Regions from separate parts of the Mus musculus genome. Here region 2 is linked to region 1. Evidence: chromatin contacts called from public HiChIP or PLAC-seq data. All regions are on one chromosome and are shown on one strand. The core of a region is the stretch at or near the end of the contact, and the rest is flanking DNA. Distances in the headings are between cores, read along the strand shown. Region 1 holds the start of Zcchc7 (zinc finger, CCHC domain containing 7). Region 2 has its middle 4.0 kb from the start of Gm12678.

Region 1 (4,537 bases), core at 701-3,200:
GGAAAAGAAGCTTATCTAAAGAAAGAATATAAAACCACTCACTGTGGTTTTTTTTTTTTGGGGGGGGGGGACAGTCATTGAATTTCTTTAAACTAACAAAGGTTAATTAGGTTTCCAGAATTTACCAAGACTTAAAAGCCAATATTCCCCCTTAAAAGATTACCTACTAGTCATTCTAGACGCTTTGCTCTTAATTTTCTTTCAAAGTATTTCCAGCTTAGAGCTTCTTTCTGGGTGCTATAGGTCATCTGAGGTAGATTTAAATCCCAAATTTGGTCTTATTCATTTGATGGTGCTGGGGACTATATCCAGGGGCCTGGACATGCTAAGCCAGTGTTCTACCTGGGGCTGGACCCCACCTTGAGGGCTGAATTTTTAAATCCACAGTTGTCAATGGATAAAATGACTAATAGTTTATTCTCCACTTAGGTTTATAACTTACAAGAATCTCAGTGTGCTACTGAGATTCAGTGAAGGCAGAAACAAAACCAATTACAAAAGTTAAAATGTCTGCCCCTTTTTCAAATGTTACTGTCACTTCCAATCAAAGGAGGTAAGGAATCCAAATGGGACCATCAAAGAGAGAAACAATGGGCTTGTCTCCATGTCAGAAATGCATGCTAAATTTACTGATGTTAACTTCTAACTACTCTTTGGACTCTGCTGGAAACAGTGCTTCTCCTATTTGTCCCATGCACTGTTAATCGTGTAGTTTTCATACAATTTTCACTTCCAATTCTTCCCTCAGATCATTCCCCATCCTCTGACTAAATGACAATAATTAACTGTCCCTAAAGCACAACACCGTCTTAAATACACACGCTGCAATTTAAGGTCTAAATGTTCAACACCAAGTCGAGAGCTTTTGAAGGGAGCCTAGTCATTAAATTAAGGGTGATTTTATACTTGGGAAAAACAGGCTCAGGAAAAAAATTATCCAATGGGCTAAAAAAGGCCCTTAAAAGTTTCCTTCTGCCGGGCGTGGTGGCTCACCCCTTTAATCCCAGCACTCTGGAGGCAGAGGTAGGCGAATTTCTGAGTTCGAGGCCAGCCTGGTCTACAAAGTGAGTTCCAGGACAGCCAAGACTATACAGAGAAACCCTGTCTCAAAAAAAAAAAAAAAAAAAAAAAAAAAAAGTTTCCTTCATTCAACCCTGAGACTTGAAATCACAGTAAACTCGACCTAAAGGTATTCTGAGCGTCGGCAGCTAATCAGTGATGGCTGGAACTGGGGGCTGCCAACTCCCAACCTCGATTTCCCCACAGTAAAATTGACTACAACTGTCTGCTGTTAGGGTGTGCGGGCGCGGGGGCAGAGGATCATCTTAGGATACCCTGGTTTTATATAAGGAATGGGGCATAGTTCCCAGATTCTTTGTGTCTACTCGTGAAGCGGCTACTTGACAGCACCAGCTTAAGGTGGCCCCCGACTGGACGCATCCTTGAGGGCCAGGTTCCCCTCAGCGAAGGGAGACCTCCACATTTCGGGACTGGCCCACCTCCCCAGGACGGGTGAACCGTGGGAGGCGGTGGAGTAACGCCGACAGAGAAGACGTGCCCGTCAAGGCCATCGCCGCCCAGCCTTGCCCAAGCCCTGGTCTCGGGCCGCCAAACCCCAGCCCGGTCACTGAGCCGCGTGGGGCGGCACGGAGCTGAGAGGCCATTTGCTGCGCTGCACTGCGCTGAGCCCCGAAGGACCGGGAGGGGAAGGCCAGAGAGGGGCACGCATTAGTTCCACAGCTCCGCGGGCGAGGCGGAGAGGGGAAGGGGTCCCCCGGCCGCGGGACAGCTCGGGGTCCGTCACACACATACTCACTGCCGCGGCCGCGACCAGGAAGCACCAACCAGGAACCGAAACGCGTAGAGGAACGGGGAGGGGCGAGGACAAATGAGGTAAGGAAGCCGCGTCCGCGCGGACTCCAGGGAGGAGAAGGTACTTCCGGGGAAAACAGAGCTCTTGGGAGCTGTCCTTCCGCCCAACCCGCGAGTCCTCCGAGCGCATGCGTAACGCTTATTAACCCTTTGTTTTCTCCGCCTATAAACTTTGTGTTTGGTTTTGTTCTTTTTTTCTTCATCCTTCCTTTCGAAAAGAAATCTCGGCTGAAAAAATTATGGTGCATATTTTTATCTTATGAGTTATACTAAATAGAAGCTACTTGAAGGGCAAAAGTAAGTGCGAGTTCACTTACTCCCGTGTTGGAAAGAAAACTACAATTCCCATGATACCTTGGTCCGGTCGGCAGGGGCTGTCTCTTTTCTAGCTCTGGGTGACGCCCTCGTAGTAACACGTGGCGCAGAGCAAATCGGCCCCTTTTCCGGGTGGAGGTCAGAGTTAGTAGGGGATTTAGGGTTAGTAGGTGACTTCGGAGAGGGACCTTGATAATGCCAGCGCGGGAAGAGGCATTTTTGAGAGTGTCTGGTTTGGGTTTTGGTTTTTCCGCTAGTGGGAATAGTGACCGCACGGCTTTTCTCACCTTAGGTTGTAAAGTGCACTCGGAGGTGCTTCCGCCTTGTTAACTGTTTGTGAACCGTGAAGAGCTGCACTCCTGCAACACGGAGTAAATGCTGTTCTTTCTGGTACTAGGAGACGGTGTTCACGGCCTCCAGCATTGGTTCCCTTGGTCACACCTTTAAGAAAAAACAAAAAAACAAAAAAACTTTAATTATGAGGTTGGACGTGTAACCCAGTTGGTAAAGTGCTTGCTTACCGCATAGAAGGCCCTGGGTTCATTTTTAAGTTCCACCACATAAGCAGCCTAGTACAGAGGAGGTGGAAAAAGGAAAATAAGGAATTCAAGTTCATCCTTAGCAACGTGGAGCAGTCAAAGATAGCCTGAGCTACTTAAGACCTTGTCACAGTCAAACACAAACAAACATAAGTTCATCTAAGCAACTTTACAAATACCGAATTAGGTACTGACAACATCCCTGATAGATGAGTTTGATTTTAAATCTTTTTGCCAACATTTATTGAACATATTAGAGCCAAGCTGTCAGCCTTCTACGTTATTAGAAAACTAAGCTTATATTTACTTAAACTAAATTATAGGGGGGTTGGGGGAAGAGTTTCAGGAAAATGTCAGGCTGTTCTAGAAAGTCCAGATAAAGTAGAAGAATTTTAAGGTCTTGTTACAGTATTAGGAGTTTGAAAATAATTACAAAATTCGATTAGCATTATGGTTATGTGCTAGGAAAGAAAGGGACAAGACACTATAAAAAGGCAAAATTGAAAAACCTATTTGGGGGATAGAAAAAGTGGTATAGAAGTAGGTCACATGTTTGGACAGTTCAGGGAATATGTGCCAAAGGAATGCTGTGTGTGTGTTTGTGTGTGTGTATGTGTGTATTAAAAGACTGAATTTTTAATCAAGGGCCATAATAACTCCTCTTAGTATATTGTTAGCTTACAGGTGATTTCACTAGACTCCTCCCAGGGACCGAGCAAGGGATTAGAGGACCTATAAAAGGACTGCTGGCCACCCGGCTCTCTGTGTGTTCCATAATCTCATATGTCCTCTCCTTTTTCTTTTTTCCCCTCCCCCCTCTCTGTTTTCAGAGTTCCCTCTCCCCCGTCTGTCCTCAGAGGTCCCCCTACCTCTTGCCCTCGTGGCCCCTGCCTGCCTCTATACCCTTTCCTACCCTGTCCCAGGTCCTCAGTCCTCTCCCTTCCCCCAGGAAACCTCTTTTATACCAGATCTGTTGCATGGCATAATTACTCAGGAATATGCCTTGGCATGAGCTAAGTACCCACCAGGTACCCCCATTCATAACAATATTGTTTTGCTGCCCCTTTTGCTAGTTTTTTAGGTTTTACTACAGAGCTTAGTCCAGCCTTAAACTCAAGTACTGGGATTGCAAGTTGGTGCAACCTAACCTAACCTTAAAAACCTAACTTTTTTTTATTATGTGTGTTTGGTTGTTTGAGACAAGATCTCTTTACTGTGTAGTCCTGGCTGTTCTGGAACTCTCTATACAGACCATACAGGCCTTGAACTCAGAGATCTGCCTGCTGAGCTTCTGAGACTAAAGGCGTGTGCCACCGTGCTCAGTGATTATTTTTATTATTAGTGTTAATTTCTATTTACAAAAAAGGAGAAACCGACTCAGATGAACAGATTTCTAACTGCCAGAAGTAGTGAATACTGCTTAATCTTGAGTTTATCAGCTTAATCAAACTGAAAAGCACTGATGAACCCTTCTGGGTATCCTGTGAGCATATTTTCAGTGAGGGAGTTAGGTCAGGACCTAAATGTGAGCTGTACCTACCATCCAGGGAAACTAAGCACCCAGACAGAGTTAGAAGGGGATAAAGAGAGAGGTGTGAGCCAGAATAAATATGCTGCTCCTTTACCTTGTTTCTCTTGAGAATGTAAAGCTAATGAGCATAACCCTTAATGGCTGTGGCCTCGCCTCTCACTGTTACTCATGCAGCCAACAAAATACCTTAAAAGGTGGAGGACTGAGGGATAGTTCAGTGGGTGAGGTCACTTCCTGCTGAGCCTGACCACCTGAGTTTGATTTCTGAAACTGAAGTGGT
Region 2 (4,537 bases), core at 660-3,159, 180 kb before region 1:
CTAGGCTGATGGGCCCTGATGTCCCTGGTCCTGTGCTCAGGCTGGGAGTCCAGGCTCACAGTGGATCACACCATTGCCCGCTGATCTCTCTGGGCCTCACTCTTTGCAAAGTGTGAGGCAGAGGGCACAGGGGCCATGTAATTATCCCCTTCCAAAGTCAATTACAGCTCCATACTCTAAAGCCTGTTTTTAACTTCCCTAAACAAGTTCATTTTAAGCTGGGTGGTAATTTGGCTCTTTTGTTAAAATTAAGTCCTTAAAGTAAAAATTAAAAGACAAAATGGAAAAACCATGGGGCATAGAAAATCCACCCCAGGTTTAATAGGGCCTCTTAAGCCGAGGACTGAGTAAGGTGTGGGGCGCTTGCTGTACACTGTGGTCCTCCACGCTTATGTTCTGGGTAAGCCTTCTCAAGAAGGGGATAAAAGCTCATTTTATTGAGAAGCCTGCTTCTGTGGTGGGGCGATTAGGAAACTATTGTTGAGTTCAGACTCTTCCAAGTTTAGCACCTCGATTTGCAATGTTTGCAACAAAGCAAGTTAAAAACCATTGTATCCGTGGGTGAGCCTCAGACATTCAGAGCTAAAGAACCCAGAGACAGAAGAGCACCACGCAGTGGCTGCTACGGCCATGATGGAGTCCAAGAACAGTGCGGCCAGTCTATAGTAATGGCGGCCTAGGAACAGCCTCTGATACGCTCATGTCTTCGCAGGAGGGACAGATCCTGAATCAATATTCCTGTGAGACCTCGAGGAAAGAGGGGTGCCTGTGACTCACCCAGCTCTGAGGATGCTTGTGAGAGTGAACTTGTTTCCCAGCTGTGCCATGCTGGCCAGCACGATGAAGCCCTGCCCCCTGCCCAGCCCTTGCTTGCTCTGGCCCCTTCCTGTCTGCTGAGCCACTCACTCGATGCTCTACCCACACATGACAAAGCCTAGGGACACGGATGGCCTTTCCTGTGTCAGCATAAGCTCTGTTCCCTGCTTCCAGTTCAGTACGAGTGAAGCACACCCTCTGTGCACCACAGTTTCTCCTCTTGTCTGCTACTGGCTTATCTCTGTCATGGGTAGTAGATCTGTGTTGGCCTTGCCTGGTAAGGTCTGGCACCGAGGTAGGAACTTAAAAAAAAAAAAAAGTGGTCTTATTGAGTTGTTTAGCTTAGCAAATGAAGATTTGTGAAGAGACATTCTGTTACAGTCACCCATCTTTTCCCAATGACATCTGAGACAAGAAGGGCAGATGTATGATTTCCGGCGACTCTTTAGGGATGCCTTCTTTGGCTGGCTGGGGTCTGCAAGTATAGTCCTTAGCTCCAGGGAGGGCATCGGGATGGGTCTACAGAATAGAGGTCCAGATGTAGGGGCTGGTCTAGGTAAAGGAGATAGTGCTGGATGAATGCAAGCCAACAGTTATAAACCTGTCAAAGGCCTAGAGCGAGGTAGTGCAGAGGCAGGAGGCCCAGCCGAGAGACAGGACAGTGTCTGGGTAATCCTGTGCTCTCTGATGTCATCATCCTCTAAGCTCGGCCTCCAAAGCATAACACTGAGCTTCTAGCAGGGTGGTGGAGAGTAAGGGGAGGAGGTATTTCCAGCAGGAACCATAGGGACGAGCAAATTCCCACACGAGGGTAGGTTTCTAGAGGCGGAACCCAAGGCAGAGAGGCAGGAGGATAGCAGACGGGAGGTGGGAGCGGACAGAGCCTGCAATGATGTCTTAAACAGGGGTTGTTCCTAATAAGGGTTGTCTTGGCCAGCCCACAGAAGGGGCTGCTGCGAACCCAGCATCCTTTGGAAGGGCAGAGCCCCTGCAAATACTGCTTAGATCTGAGGATTGCCCACTGTGGAGGGAGATGCCGTTCCTCCCACCTGCCGCATAGCCCCAGTGCAGAATGCGTGGGAACCTAGGCCCCCGGGTGATCTGTGTGTGTGAGCAGTCGCAGGTGCAGACAAAAGACCACGGGTGATTTGCATGGGTCTGAGAGCACATTTTCAGTTTCCTCCTCTCACAAATGGCAAATTTCACTTTCACAGTCTTTCTTTCTCCTTACACTGGATTCATTTTGGTGTCTCGAGCCTGATGTCGCAGTCTAAACTCGGTACTGTGATGTTTCTGTATCACCGGCTTCTAGGCCGGCCTCCCAAAGCTCAGCACTCAGCCATCGATGAGCCTGCTCCCACAGCCGACTTCCCAGCCACAGAAAAAGTCCCACACTGAGAGTCAAGGGCCTGGACCTGCCTCTGACTCAGTGTGGGATAAGAGGCTGCATCTGAGTATGGGGTGGGGTTCCCATATGTACTAAGGAAGTTTCTGGAACTGATGATAATCTCTGAAAATCCTCCAAACTCCAGGATGCTGTGTTGGGGCAGTTTCTTAAGACTGGAGACCTCAGTAGGTGCCAAGTGTTGGATGCTGGCCCCCAAATTTGAAGTCTTGCAGGTATCCTGTTTCTTTGGTCTGTATTCCCTCCGGCTTGCCTCCCACTGGAGGTCTGGTACATGACCCTTGTGCTCATCTGCTCCTTGGTTCTGTACGGCAACTCTGGGAATTGTCACTCCAGGGCAGTGCTCATGTACCTCACTGAGAGAGGGAAAGTTTGGAGCCTCGTTAGGGCCAGGGGCTGATTCTTTTTCCATGTCCCCTACGCTATAGCCCAGTTCATGCTGCCTGTGCTGTGGATGCTACAGGTATCTGCCACCTGAGTGGGTGTTTGGAGGGATCAAGCTGTTGAGGCTCAATACTAAACCTTTTCCATACTCCTGGCCTGTCAAATTTTTCAAAAACCATTTTCTGTTGATGAGGCTCAGCAGAGAGAGGCAGGAGGGCCGGTGGGAAGGTCTCCACGCCTCACTTGATGTGTGAACATGGAGAAGAGAACAGAGTAGACCAGGCTGTCTTTTGCAGCTTTGTTAGCAGCCAGAATGTCACAAATACTGATGTAGCTGAGAGCTCGCCCATCCTTATTAAGATGGAGAGAAAGGATCAAGAAAAGATGGGCCTCATGCAGCCTGGCAGGCGGGATTTCAAGTCTGGTTCTGCTGTGGGGATCCAGAGTCACCCAGGAAGCCAGGGTTAATTGAGGTGAGAAACCAGAAAAGTCCCTGAGCAGTTAAGTGCAGGAGGACTGTCACACAACCCCCCAGGGGAGATGATTAACTGGTTATAGGCACAGAAGACAAGTGGCTGGTGACCCATGACTTGTCCAGGAAGCCTGTGGGTTCCCAAGTCTCTGAGGCTCCACTGGGTGTGGAGGAAGAACATGGGGGTATGTAAGGAGGCTGAGGTAGAGACAAGTCTGGCATCTTCCCAGAAAGGTGAAAGCCGGCAAGCCTGGCCAGGTGACGGCTACTGGGAAGAACGAGGGGATATTCAGACAGCTTCAGTTTTAGGTAGTCCTGCTCCACCCCCCTCCCCAGGGCACTGTGGTGATGGGGAGGACTTTTCTGAAATGTTTGGCTAAGCATGGGTAACACTTCTGGTCCCCAGGGTTATAAGTATCCACAGAAGACCCAGGGGAGGTTCCTTCTGGCTCCTGGTCCACTCTCCCTGGAAGCTGGCTCTCCTCCACAGCCCCTTGCTACCACGAGGATGACAGTCTCACTGTCCTCTAAGTTTCCTTGTCATTGAGGCTAGGCTGAAGTTGTTTAGTCAAAATATTGAGGCTGCTGAGCAGGTGTTCTGAGATGTGATTTCATCTGAGGGCAGGGAACCAAGCTGACAGGTAATGACAGCTCATTGGAACAGGGGCTTCTCCAATGAGCAGTGGTTTCTGACTGGGAAGCAGTTTCCTGCATCCTCTCTTTCCCTGTCTCCATCTGTCTCTCCCTCCTTCAACACAGAGCTATATAGACTTGGAGCTTGGAAGGAATATGGTGTGCTGTGATCTGTCTTTCCTGGGGCATTTTATTGGTACCCTCTTATTTCCTTACACAGCTCTTTTAAGTGTATCGTCATTCTCTCCTCCAGCCTTCTTTCTGAAAGGCCCACCATAGCAAACCTTTCCGTTTGGAAGTACTTCCCCCATCTCCCCGTTTTAGTTAACCCCATTTTGGTAATGTCACACACAGAACAGGGTGGGGCCAGCCAGTTAATTCGCTTGCTGGGGGTTAGCTGTGTTGGCCTCTGTGATGAACAAGGGCTAAGGGCAGAGACTTGAGTCTGTGAGCAGCTGTTTCACCCCCTCTCTACACCTAGAACCCTGTTCTTTCAGCACTGGGCTCACTTGTGCAGTGTCTTCTACACAAGCTCTAGCCCCTGATGGCACGACATAATCTGCCTCATCGGTGTATTGATGAGTACATTGTAGTAGTGCCTGCCCCTATTCCGAGTTGCAGAAAGTAATGAGATTTGCAACTGTTGCAATCCAGAAGGAGAAAGCCAGAGCTCTTCAGTCTTACATGTGTTACAGGGAGCCTACCAGAGATGGTCACTCAGATAGTTTACAGCCAACTGAAAGTCTACTCCAGCAGGCTGGAACTACACTCAGGTATTAGGGACCCAAGTGTAGCCCAGTGTGAGGGGGTTTGTGAAGGCAAAAAAC

What was found. HiChIP or PLAC-seq counts read pairs in DNA pulled down with a chosen protein or histone mark.
Region 2: a contact with region 1 is called in an H3K4me3 HiChIP or PLAC-seq map of pro-B cells, with 2.9 times the contacts expected there. The contact joins the enhancer-like site here to the promoter of Zcchc7 in region 1. A contact is called at or near these places in 7 of 39 promoter capture datasets (the 3T3-L1 cell line, 3T3-L1-derived adipocytes, the C10 cell line and 3 more), 1 of 115 datasets of contacts at active chromatin or transcription factors (pro-B cells) and 3 of 9 other capture datasets (adipose tissue, liver and pancreatic islet).

What each region holds. Positions count from the first base shown.
Region 1 is chr4:44,753,972-44,758,508 of GRCm38.p6, reverse strand. Zcchc7 (zinc finger, CCHC domain containing 7) reads right to left here and starts at 1,950. Exons shown (of 9, transcript NM_138590.4): 1 at 1,817-1,950.
Region 2 is chr4:44,937,448-44,941,984 of GRCm38.p6, reverse strand. No RefSeq gene overlaps it. Among named protein-coding and RNA genes, the nearest start is that of Gm12678, 4.0 kb to the left of the region's middle. Within about 2 kb of position 1,909, at least 22 of the 459 cell types and tissues checked have an H3K27ac peak or open chromatin away from gene starts, as enhancers often do. A contact at or near this core is called in pro-B cells, where this site is marked.